Linked DNA regions of Triticum aestivum: region 2 is linked to region 1. A link is a contact called in public Hi-C data. All regions are on one chromosome and are shown on one strand. The core of a region is the stretch at or near the end of the contact, and the rest is flanking DNA. Distances in the headings are between cores, read along the strand shown. Region 1 holds the start of LOC123145227 (zinc-finger homeodomain protein 7-like). Region 2 holds the start of LOC123141683.

Evidence for each region. Hi-C and Micro-C count contacts between places; a contact is called where the count stands out from the background.
Region 2: a Hi-C map of leaf shows a contact between it and region 1, with 8 times the contacts expected there. The contact joins the promoter of LOC123141683 here to the promoter of LOC123145227 in region 1. A contact is called at or near these places in 5 of 5 Hi-C or Micro-C datasets (leaf, root and an unstated tissue).

The regions. Positions count from the first base shown.
Region 1 is chr6D:379,062,451-379,067,156 of IWGSC CS RefSeq v2.1, forward strand. It overlaps LOC123145227 (zinc-finger homeodomain protein 7-like), which reads right to left and starts at 1,955. Exons shown (of 1, transcript XM_044564600.1): 1 at 1-1,955. The coding sequence starts at 1,492. The coding sequence ends at 95.
Region 2 is chr6D:379,678,444-379,683,149 of IWGSC CS RefSeq v2.1, forward strand. LOC123141683 reads left to right here and starts at 2,209. Exons shown (of 2, transcript XM_044560769.1): 1 at 2,209-2,418; 2 at 2,559-3,635. The coding sequence starts at 2,847. The coding sequence ends at 3,431.

The DNA of each region.
Region 1 (4,706 bases), core at 705-3,204:
ACAACGATGAGGTTACGGGAATTACACGGGAGAAATGATAAAAATGCTAATGGCTAATGCATCCTCTAGCGTCGTGCTGCTGCTGCTCGCTGGCTCATGCACCGTGCTGCTGCTGCTGGTGGTGGGGCGGCGCTGGGTGGTGCTGGTGCTGGTGGTGGGGAGGAGGGCTAGGGTCGTGGTGGAGCGGCGGCAGCGGCTGCGGGGACGTGGCCGGGGTCTTGGCGAGGTGCTTGTTGTTGTGCATCCACACCTTGAGCACGCGGCGGGGCACGCCGACCTGCGCGCAGAAGGCGTCCACCACGCCGCCGTCGGGCTTCTGCACGCGCCAGCCCACGCGGTGCGCGAACTCCAGCATGCGCTCCTTCTGCTCCGGCGTGAACTTGGTCCGGAACCGCTTCTTGCTCGGCGCCGGGGGCGCGGAGGCCGACCCGCCCGCGGCCGCCTGCGCCTGCGAGTGGGGCGGAGGGGGCGGCGGCGGCGGGGCGCGCAGCTCCTCGCTCGAGGACTCGGCCAGCGCGGCGGGCGCGGACATCGGGGACGCCGGGACGTGCGGGCGCTTCTGCTGCATGTGCGGCGGGGCGAGGAGGAGCGGCATGAGCCGGGAGTTGGCGCCGGCTGGGGTCGCGGAGGGGGACACCACGGCGGAGGCTGGCGAGGGCGAGGGCGAGGGGACCACCACCACCGGCTCCCGGCGGTGGAAGCTGCGGTGGCAGCCGCACGCGGCGCAGGCCAGCGCGGCGGGCCCGTCGCCCGGGGACGGCATGAACTCGCCGCAGCCGTCGAGCACGTGCGCGCCCATCCGCGCGGCGTGGTTCCGCAGGCACTCCCTGTACCTCCACGGCAGCGGCTCCGGCCCCGAGGCGCCACCGTGCTCGCCTGCCGCCCTTGTGGCGCCGCCGGTCACGATGGCAAGCGTAGGCGGCGGGGGAGGCATGGCGCCACCACCGAGCACGCCATTTCTCGCCGGCTCCTGATGGCGCTGCGGCTGCGGCTCCTGATGGCGCTGGTGCTGCGGCTGCGGCTGCTGCTGCTGGCGGTGGGCCTCCCCAGGCGCCTCCACCGTCCTCTCCTTCTCCCTCTCCCTGTCCACCCTTCTCCGGTGGGGATGCTGGTGCTGAGGCAGGAGGAAGCCGGGCGGCGCCTGCGGCGGCGGCGGCGGCGAGGAGACAAGGGAGGAGTTGGGAGGCAAGAGAGGCCTGGAGAAAGCCGCCGCCTCCATCAAGGAGGAGGGCGAAGAGGCAGCCGCGGCAGGCGAGCCAAGAACCTGGGGAGCCTGCCCCTGCATGTGCAGGTGCAGCGGGGGCGCGGCCGTGGCCGGCGCCGTGGTGTAGTGGTGGCGATGATGGTGCGGGTGCTGGTGCTGGTGCCGACGGTCCCTCATCGCCCCCTCCTCGTCCTCTTCCTCCTCCTCCTCCTCATCGTCCTCCTCCTCTTCCTCCTCCTCCTCCAGCTCCTCGTCCTCCTCCACATGCGATGACCTCTTGTACTCCATGGGCGTCTCCGGCCTCGCCGGAGCTAGCTCGCTCGCCCGCGTTGTCGCCGGTGCGATTAGGACGGAGCTGAGATTCTTCTCTTTCCTGTGGCGTGTTCTTGGGCGGTGGGGTTGTTGGGGCGTGCTGTGTTGTGACTTGTTCTAACTTCTAAGTGGGAACCTTATAGTTGTGGCTAGGTTTGTGGTGGAGCTGGGAGGGGGGTGTTGGCCTCAAGGGGGAAAGAGCTGAGCTTAACGGAGGAGGGATACACCTAGACTACACGGTGGTATGGCATGGCTGGGTTAGCGATGGTCATTAAGGAGGGTGGCAGTAACCACATGGCATCCATAAAGCGGGGAATGTCTCCTTGGGAGAGAGCTAGCTATCCTATCTATCTCTCTCACTAGGCCATCTTATCTATCCAAGCTTCTCAAAAGAAAGAAACGGGGGCGAGCAGGGCCAGGGAGGGGGGAGAACGAGGGCCAGGGCAAAGGGGTTGGCGAGGTGACGGGAGAGAGACAGCGGCCGCTGCTGGGAGTGGGGCTTGTTTGAAGGAGTCTACTCTCGTGGCCGTGGTGGTACTACGCCACTGCACTGTGCATCACTCCACGGAGCGGTGAGCCGGTGGTTTTTGGAGAGAGGTTTGGAGGGGAGGAAGAAGCCCATGCCCTGCGCTGCCCACCGACAGGGCCATGTCTCGGCACCGCGCTCCCACGGGAAGGCTGCAGTACCATGGGATGATGGCATTGCCATTGCCATTGCTGCCCACACCAGCAGCCTCCAAAACCCAAACCCAAACCCTGATCAAATCCGCCATTGCTGCCGTGTTCTGTCTCTGTGTGCATGGCGTGCACTGGCTGGCTAGCTTCCTTAATTGCGCCCCGCTCCAATTCTCGCCCTGCAGCGAGCGACCTACCGATCCAGCAACCGCAATAACTGCACGCGCCGTGGCGTATTTGCTTGCCCCATTGACCCCAAGTACGCCCATGTCTCCCCAGTCCCCGCCCATCTTAACCGAGCGAGCCTCCTGTAGCGGCCAAATTCAGTGTTTTGATCCAATTGAAAAAGTTAAGCAAAACTGAACCTGATTCGGAAAAAAAAATAGGATCTGACCCTTTTTTCTACTGCTGGGGTGGATGTCGGTAGGATACACAGCCTACCGACGGGAACCCCGGCAGTAGGTTTAACGGCAGTCGACGACGGTCGTTGGATGGGCTAACGTGGCTTAACGGCCTACCGCCAAGGTAAACCATACCGCCGACGAGTCTGGTAGTAGGGCGGAAGCAATCCACGCCCTCTCCAAAAAAAAAACCCCCCCTCCAAAAACCGGTATTGTTGTTAGGAAGGGAAGAAATTATGCGGTAGGCAGTGCTACCTACCGCCATTGAGCTCAGCGGTAGTGGGCGTCGCTATTGTTTCCAGAACTTCGTATTGTTTTGCGGTACAGTGTGCAACCCTACCGCTAGGGACTATGGCGGTACGGTCCTGTCTCATTTTATTTTTTTGCAAAACTTGATCATTCAGTTCAAAAAATTCATTACACGGTATAATATAGTTTGCAAATCAAAATTAGGATCTCACACATCAATATATACATCACACATCGAAATAAAGGATATTTCAACATATCAAACATAGCAAATAGGTTTACATGCCCAACATAACAAATAGTTTAGCAAATCGACGATAACGAGTAGTTCAACATGGCCAACAAGTTCTTGTTCACATCTTAACACAAAGCAAATAGTTTTATCACTAAGTCTTCCTCCCCCTCTTGGCGATGCACTCCTTGTTTCTCTTCGAGCGAGTCTCTTGCGCTGCTGTTGCGCGGCAAGGAGGACGCTGAAACGGGGATGGACTATTTCATTGCTTTTTTGGTTGTTTCTCCCTTTTGTCCTGGGTTGGCTGAGTGGGTGGAGGTCCGTCATCCTCATCATGCTCCTCCTCGCCCCCTCTTCCTCTTCTCCCTCGGCTTGCTCCTCCTTGTCTTTTTCCTCATCTTCCTCATCATCCTCAACATGGCGAGACGACGAGACGGCATGGCTAGAGGAAGCTCCACCGGCATGGCTCGATGAAGCGATGGTACGTGTCAACGGTCCAGGAACATGCACATCAGCCAAGATAGCGCACACAAGCATGCTCACTAGCTTGCGACAGCGGTCATGAACTTCTGCAACGACAAATAAACGAAAACATGATATGGATCAAGTTTATGGTTATGGATCTGGTAGTGACAAATACTATACTAGATTATGGTTGGGCTCAAAGTAAGTGACAAAAAATGATATCGACCAAGGTTGTGGTTACTCGAGCATATGGCTAGGATCAAACTTACCTTAGACACTTCCCTGAGCTTGTTGTCAGATTCCACGGTCTCAGGGTCGTGAAGTAGCGCATTGGAGGCATCGAAAATGCTTCTATTCACCTTGGAAGCCTGCAAATGTCAGCATCACAAATAAGTTAGTGACAATGACTAAACTAGATTCTTCTCGAAATGTCGGCACCGAACAATTGAACACAACTCACCACTCTATTTATTAGGGGTGCATTCTCCCTAAATTCACCAAAGGACTCTCTGACGTTGGCATTCTAGGCTTCTTCATCGGGGTCATCCGCCTATAGTTATCCGACATCTGCTACCATTAAGTGTGTCCTACGGCGCACACGATACTTTACGTCGTCGTCATACCAACTCAGATGTCGATCGTACGCGTCCCAGTCAACCACCCTCTTCTCCCCATCTTTGCGACACCTCCTCTTGTCCCACGCTTTCACTTACTCCGCGTGCTCTTTTCCCTAGTCCGATATCGCCTGACAATTCTTCCTACTCTTCCTACCGGCGCCTCTCCTCCGAACCCAAACCAAAACCCAGATCAAATCCGCCATTGCTGTCGTTTCTCTCTCTGTGCATGGCGTGCGCTAGCTAGCTTCCTTAATTGCGCCCCGCTCCAATTCTCACCCTGCAGCGAGTGACCTACCGATCCAGCACCGCAATAACTGCACGCGCCGTGGCGTATTTGCTTGCCCCATTGACCCCAAGTACTGAAGGAAATATGCCCTAGAGGCAATAATAAAGTTATTATTTATTTCCTTATTTCATGATAAATGGTTATTATTCATGCTAGAATTGTATTAACCGGAAACTTGATACATGTGTGAATACATAGACAAACATAGTGTCACTAGTATGCCTCTACTTTGACTAGCTTGTTAATCAAAATGGTTAAGTTTCCT
Region 2 (4,706 bases), core at 959-3,458, 620 kb after region 1:
GGATCGGACGGACGACGCAAGCCCTGCGCCGTGTCGTGCGAGACTTGAAGCGTGAGCGTGTGAGCTCACGCATGGACCAGCCTAGCCTAGCCGCTACTCGCAGCACTGCTCATTGATTGATTTCGACGACACAAGTCAAATGCCGATCGAGAGCAGTGCAGTGCAGCACTGCACCAGCAGGGATACATCTGGTAGGTCCGTATAAGCAGGAGTAGAGTGAGTACGTACACCGCCATGGGAATGGAATATATGATGCGCTCGTACCCGTACCGCCGTATGTACGTACCAGGCTTGAACTTTGATGAAGTGCGGCCACTCCATATTAACTTCAGGGATATGTAACAAAGAAGGTACGCAGTGCGGCTCAGGCTTGAGAGAGCTTCAGCTAGATCTTGTTTCTCTCCGCGTTTTTGACGAACTCTCTAAACTGTACGGCATGAGGTGAGATGAGACGGTCGGTCGATCTCGGCGTGCAGTTCAACTTCAATCACCGCGTGCTCTCCCTCTCCTGGGGTTTGGCGCGTGCATGAGCTAGCTGCTAGTCCCCAGCCCCAGTCCCAGGGCAGGCCACCGCTGCGGCTGCACGAGCTGGCGCACAGGTCGCCGTGGTCGAGGTCCCGGCGGATCGAGTTGCGGCGATCGCGCCGAAAAGGCGAGCACACGTCCTGCGCCCGAGCGCGGACCCGGGCGCGTGCCGGCGCCTTCCGGGCCGGCTACGACCTCAGCCAGACGCTCTGGCATGGCAGCTAGCCACAGTAATCACGTCGATCAGTTCACACATGGACGGCAGGAGGAGCAGGAGCTGCGCGTGGTCCAGTGGCGCTCGCGTCGAGCTGTTTGACTCGGCCCTAAGCCGAAGATCCTACGCGCGGTTTCCATCTTCCTCCTCCTCCGGAGAGCACAGTCTTCTTTTTCTTGTGAGTTGGGGAGTACAGTTTGTTGGTTTCTCTCCCGGGCAGGCATGGCATGTAGATGCGGGAGTACCATGGGGCTGGCGAATTTACGAGCCGTGTGCCAGCTCGTGTCGTGTCGGGCCCCTGCCCGAGGACCGGCACCACGCACCGGCAGGGGGTGTGCGTGCACGCGGTGCGGTCCGTCGTCCGGCGACGCGACGAGGCGAGGAGGCGCCCGTAGGGCAGGCAGGGTGGAAAACTGTCCCGAACGGGCCAACATCGGATGCTCCTCCAGCGGTCCAGCCCGACGTAGCGTCGTCATGCACAGCACTGTTGGTGGTGCATGCGCCGGTGGAAGAAAATCTTATACGACCCAGGTCGTACGCTCCCGCAGACGAGACCCCCTCCGATTCGTGACACGTGTATACATCAATCTCAAAGCACCAGTGCCTCTGTTATCCCTATTCTTCCTGATTCCCATCTGTTCTTTATTTGACGACCCCTCGCTGGGGCGGCCGTGCGGCACGACGCCGTCCTCTTCGATATGCCTGCGCGGACTACCCCTCGCCGGCGGCGGCCGTGCGGCACGACGCCATCCTCTTCGATATGCCTGTGCGGACTATCCCTCGCCGGCGGTGGCCGTGCGACATCTGCTACGTCACGCGCGAAGTAAGCCATGGCGACGAACTGCACAAGGTACTAACAGTATTGTCGACGGCGGCCGAGCTGTGTAGTCGGCCATGGCAACGAACTCCATTACAGAAAAATAAATGAGAGCTGCCTTTTTTCAATTTTTTCCAGCACACACCAACAATAACAGGGGACTTGCTGGCTGAGTCATGTAGTGAACCCCGATGCCGAGAAACAGCGAGTGACACACCGCCGGCAAGAAGCATGGCCACGGCCAAGTGGCATGCAGCTTGCGTTATACGCCGGCCGTGCCGCAAGTAGAGGCGCCAGGAGCATGGCCGGCGTCGAGGAGTACACCGGCGGCTGGAGTTTGGATAGATCGGACTGGCTACAAGAATCGCGATTTGGGAACGACAAAGTGGGGAATGAGATGGCCACTGCTTTGAGATTCGTATTGCCAGCTGTCAAACGGGGGAGAGGGTCTCCCATTCAGCTGCGTATGACCAGGTCGTATAGGATTTTTTTTCCTGCGCCGGTGGGCCGTACGATCGACCTACTAAGAATCCCACCGCCCCACGATCGATACCGCATGCCCGGGATGATGATCTGACCTGTGAGGCTACTCGTTCCTGTGCCTTTTCCTGATACGGATAGTCCACTCCACGAAGTGCGGGGCCCCGCCCGTTTGTCTTTGCGCGCGCGCGAGAGCCCCCTTTTTCGGAAGGCGCTTCGAGGTTAGGGTTTCTCGAGGAAACCAAACGAACGCCAAGATCCGGTCCAACGAGGAGCGTGTGTGTGCGCGCGCTCTGTGCCGTGCCTGTGCATGCCCACACCCCCAACGAGCAGCGTCATCATCCACGACTTCGCACCGTTTCCTCGTCGGCAACAACGAAAGGTACTCGCACCACAATCGCCGTCGAAATCACTGTTGTGACCTTTTCAGCAATCTTTGCCACAAAGTAAACTCGACATGAAAGTATTTCACGATCTAACCCTTTTAGCGTCCTACTTCCATGTTATAAATTATTTTGTTAGATTGTTGCGGGTATCACTCGAAGCAGCACAAAACATAGCCCCCGCGTCGCTCCTCCCGCGGGCGACACGGGTGGCGCCGCCACCCCTTGCCGCTAGCCCTCCTCCTCCTCCCCTTCCCCGCCGCCGCCGGCCAGAGCCGCCAGGGCAAAGCCCCCCGCGGTGGCTGGCGGCGGGGGCCTTCTCCCCTCCTCGTGTTCGTGGCCTGCGGGAGCGGCCAGGCCGAGCGGAGGCGCCGGGGCGCGCAGATCCTGGCGGCGCGGCGGCGACGATCTTGACGGCGGCAAGCCCATGGCGCGGCTGCAGATGGGTCGACGCCGAGCTGTGTGGCGGCTGCGTGCGGGTCTCCTCGTGGCGGCGGCCTTCGCCGGCGGCGGGGCGGCACGTGCGCGGCATCCGGCGAGGGGTGGGGACGCGGCCACGGTGGCTTCTCGTGCAAGTACGCGGAGAAGAGGCTGCGGCGTGTGTCCTCGGGGAGGATGGCTATCCTCGTCCAGATCCGTCGGCGGCATGGCGGCGGAGGTCGCAGTGGCCGGTCGGCGGTGGCGGAACTTCGCCGGTTGCAGCGGCGAGGTTCTGTCTGGATCCCGGGGCGGCGGCCCTGGAGGGTGGCTGCTGGTGAAGCTAGGGCTTCTCGCGGCGGCATGGCATGGTGCAGTCCCTGTCCAAGGCGGATCTGTGACGGCGATCTGCTTTGGATTGGTTCGAATCAGAGACGGTGACGAGCGCGCAGGATCCTTCTCGGCGGCTCTCGCGGCTTGGCGAGGCAGGGTGGGAGCCCTCCTCCTGGGCTCCAGTGGTGGCACACTCAGGCAGTGGCCGGTGCGCCAGGGATCCCACGGTGGCACTGTTGCTGCGGTTGGTCGCCGGATCTAGGCGGCTGGATCTGGGGCTTTGAAGGCGGTCGAGACGGTGCACAGGTTGTTGGGTGGATTTCTTGGGACGGATCCGGGTGCAAACCTGGTCTTCGGTTGATGGCCGGAGCCGGTGATGACGATGTCCTTATCATCGTTTTCTTCATGAAGGCATCATCGAGGTGAAGCTTCCAACTCCACTCAATACCTCGGGGGGAAACCCTAGATTAGCTGATCGGATGTTGGCGGCATTCATGTGTCGTAACCCCCTTTGGGGCGGCATTCTTGGAGGTGCACTCGGCTTCGCGGGACCAGCGGACGGCTTCTTTGGTGGAGCCGTGCTTCATCCTACACACTGAAGGCGACGGATCTTGACGGCGTGGTGCAGTGCAGATTCGGAGTTCGATGTGGAAGGATGGACTCGCGCAGGAGGACGGCGCTGTCTGGCGTCGTGGTGACGTTGATGGCAGAGAGACCTGGCACGGTAGATGCAACAGTACAGCTCTGAAGATGGACTCGTGGCAGGTGGCTGCGGCGGCCTCATACCCGGCAGGCGTCCTGGTTGAGGAGTGCGCCGGACTGGTAGGTGCCCCATACCAGGCAGGCGTCCTGGTTGGGACCTCGGGTCTTAGATGTTTAGGTTTGGCTGCGATGTCTGTTTGGTATTAGACCCAGGCTATCAGCGCCCCTTCATCAATTGAAAAGGTGTAACGACAGTTGTTGCTTAGACGGTGGCTTTAGTCTTACTGTTGTATGACTTTGTAAGGTCTTGTGAAAATAATTAATAAAGTGGCCGCATGCATCGTCCAGATGCAGAGGCCGGGAGTCATCCTCCTTTTTTAAAAAAAACCCTTTTAGCAACGCCACAGCCCGTGACGTTTCCTCTCCACATAAAAACGTCGGTATAGCTCGCGTTTCATATCCACGTTCAAATGCCCAGCTAGCTAGCGTTTTTGCTTCACGTGGAAACGCCAAGAAAGCTGGCGTTGCTGCCCAGGCGGAAACGCCATGAGTGTTGGCGTTTCTAGCTGAAACTTCACGGCATGGCGAGCGGAGTCGTGTGGTGCGGCTGAGAACAAACTCGTACGCGCGCACGCATGAGCACTGTTGGTGAGAAAGATTATAATAGTAGTACTAGCTTTTGTTGCTTCGAGAGTTATTATCAGGAACTGGATCGTGTCCAAGTCAATCCTGCTTGCTATATAAACTCCGCTCGCGCAGCAGAACACAGCAGCCTGAGGCGAGCTAAGAGTTCACGGAGGACACAGCTCAAACTACTAGCTGGGATTAGCTCAAG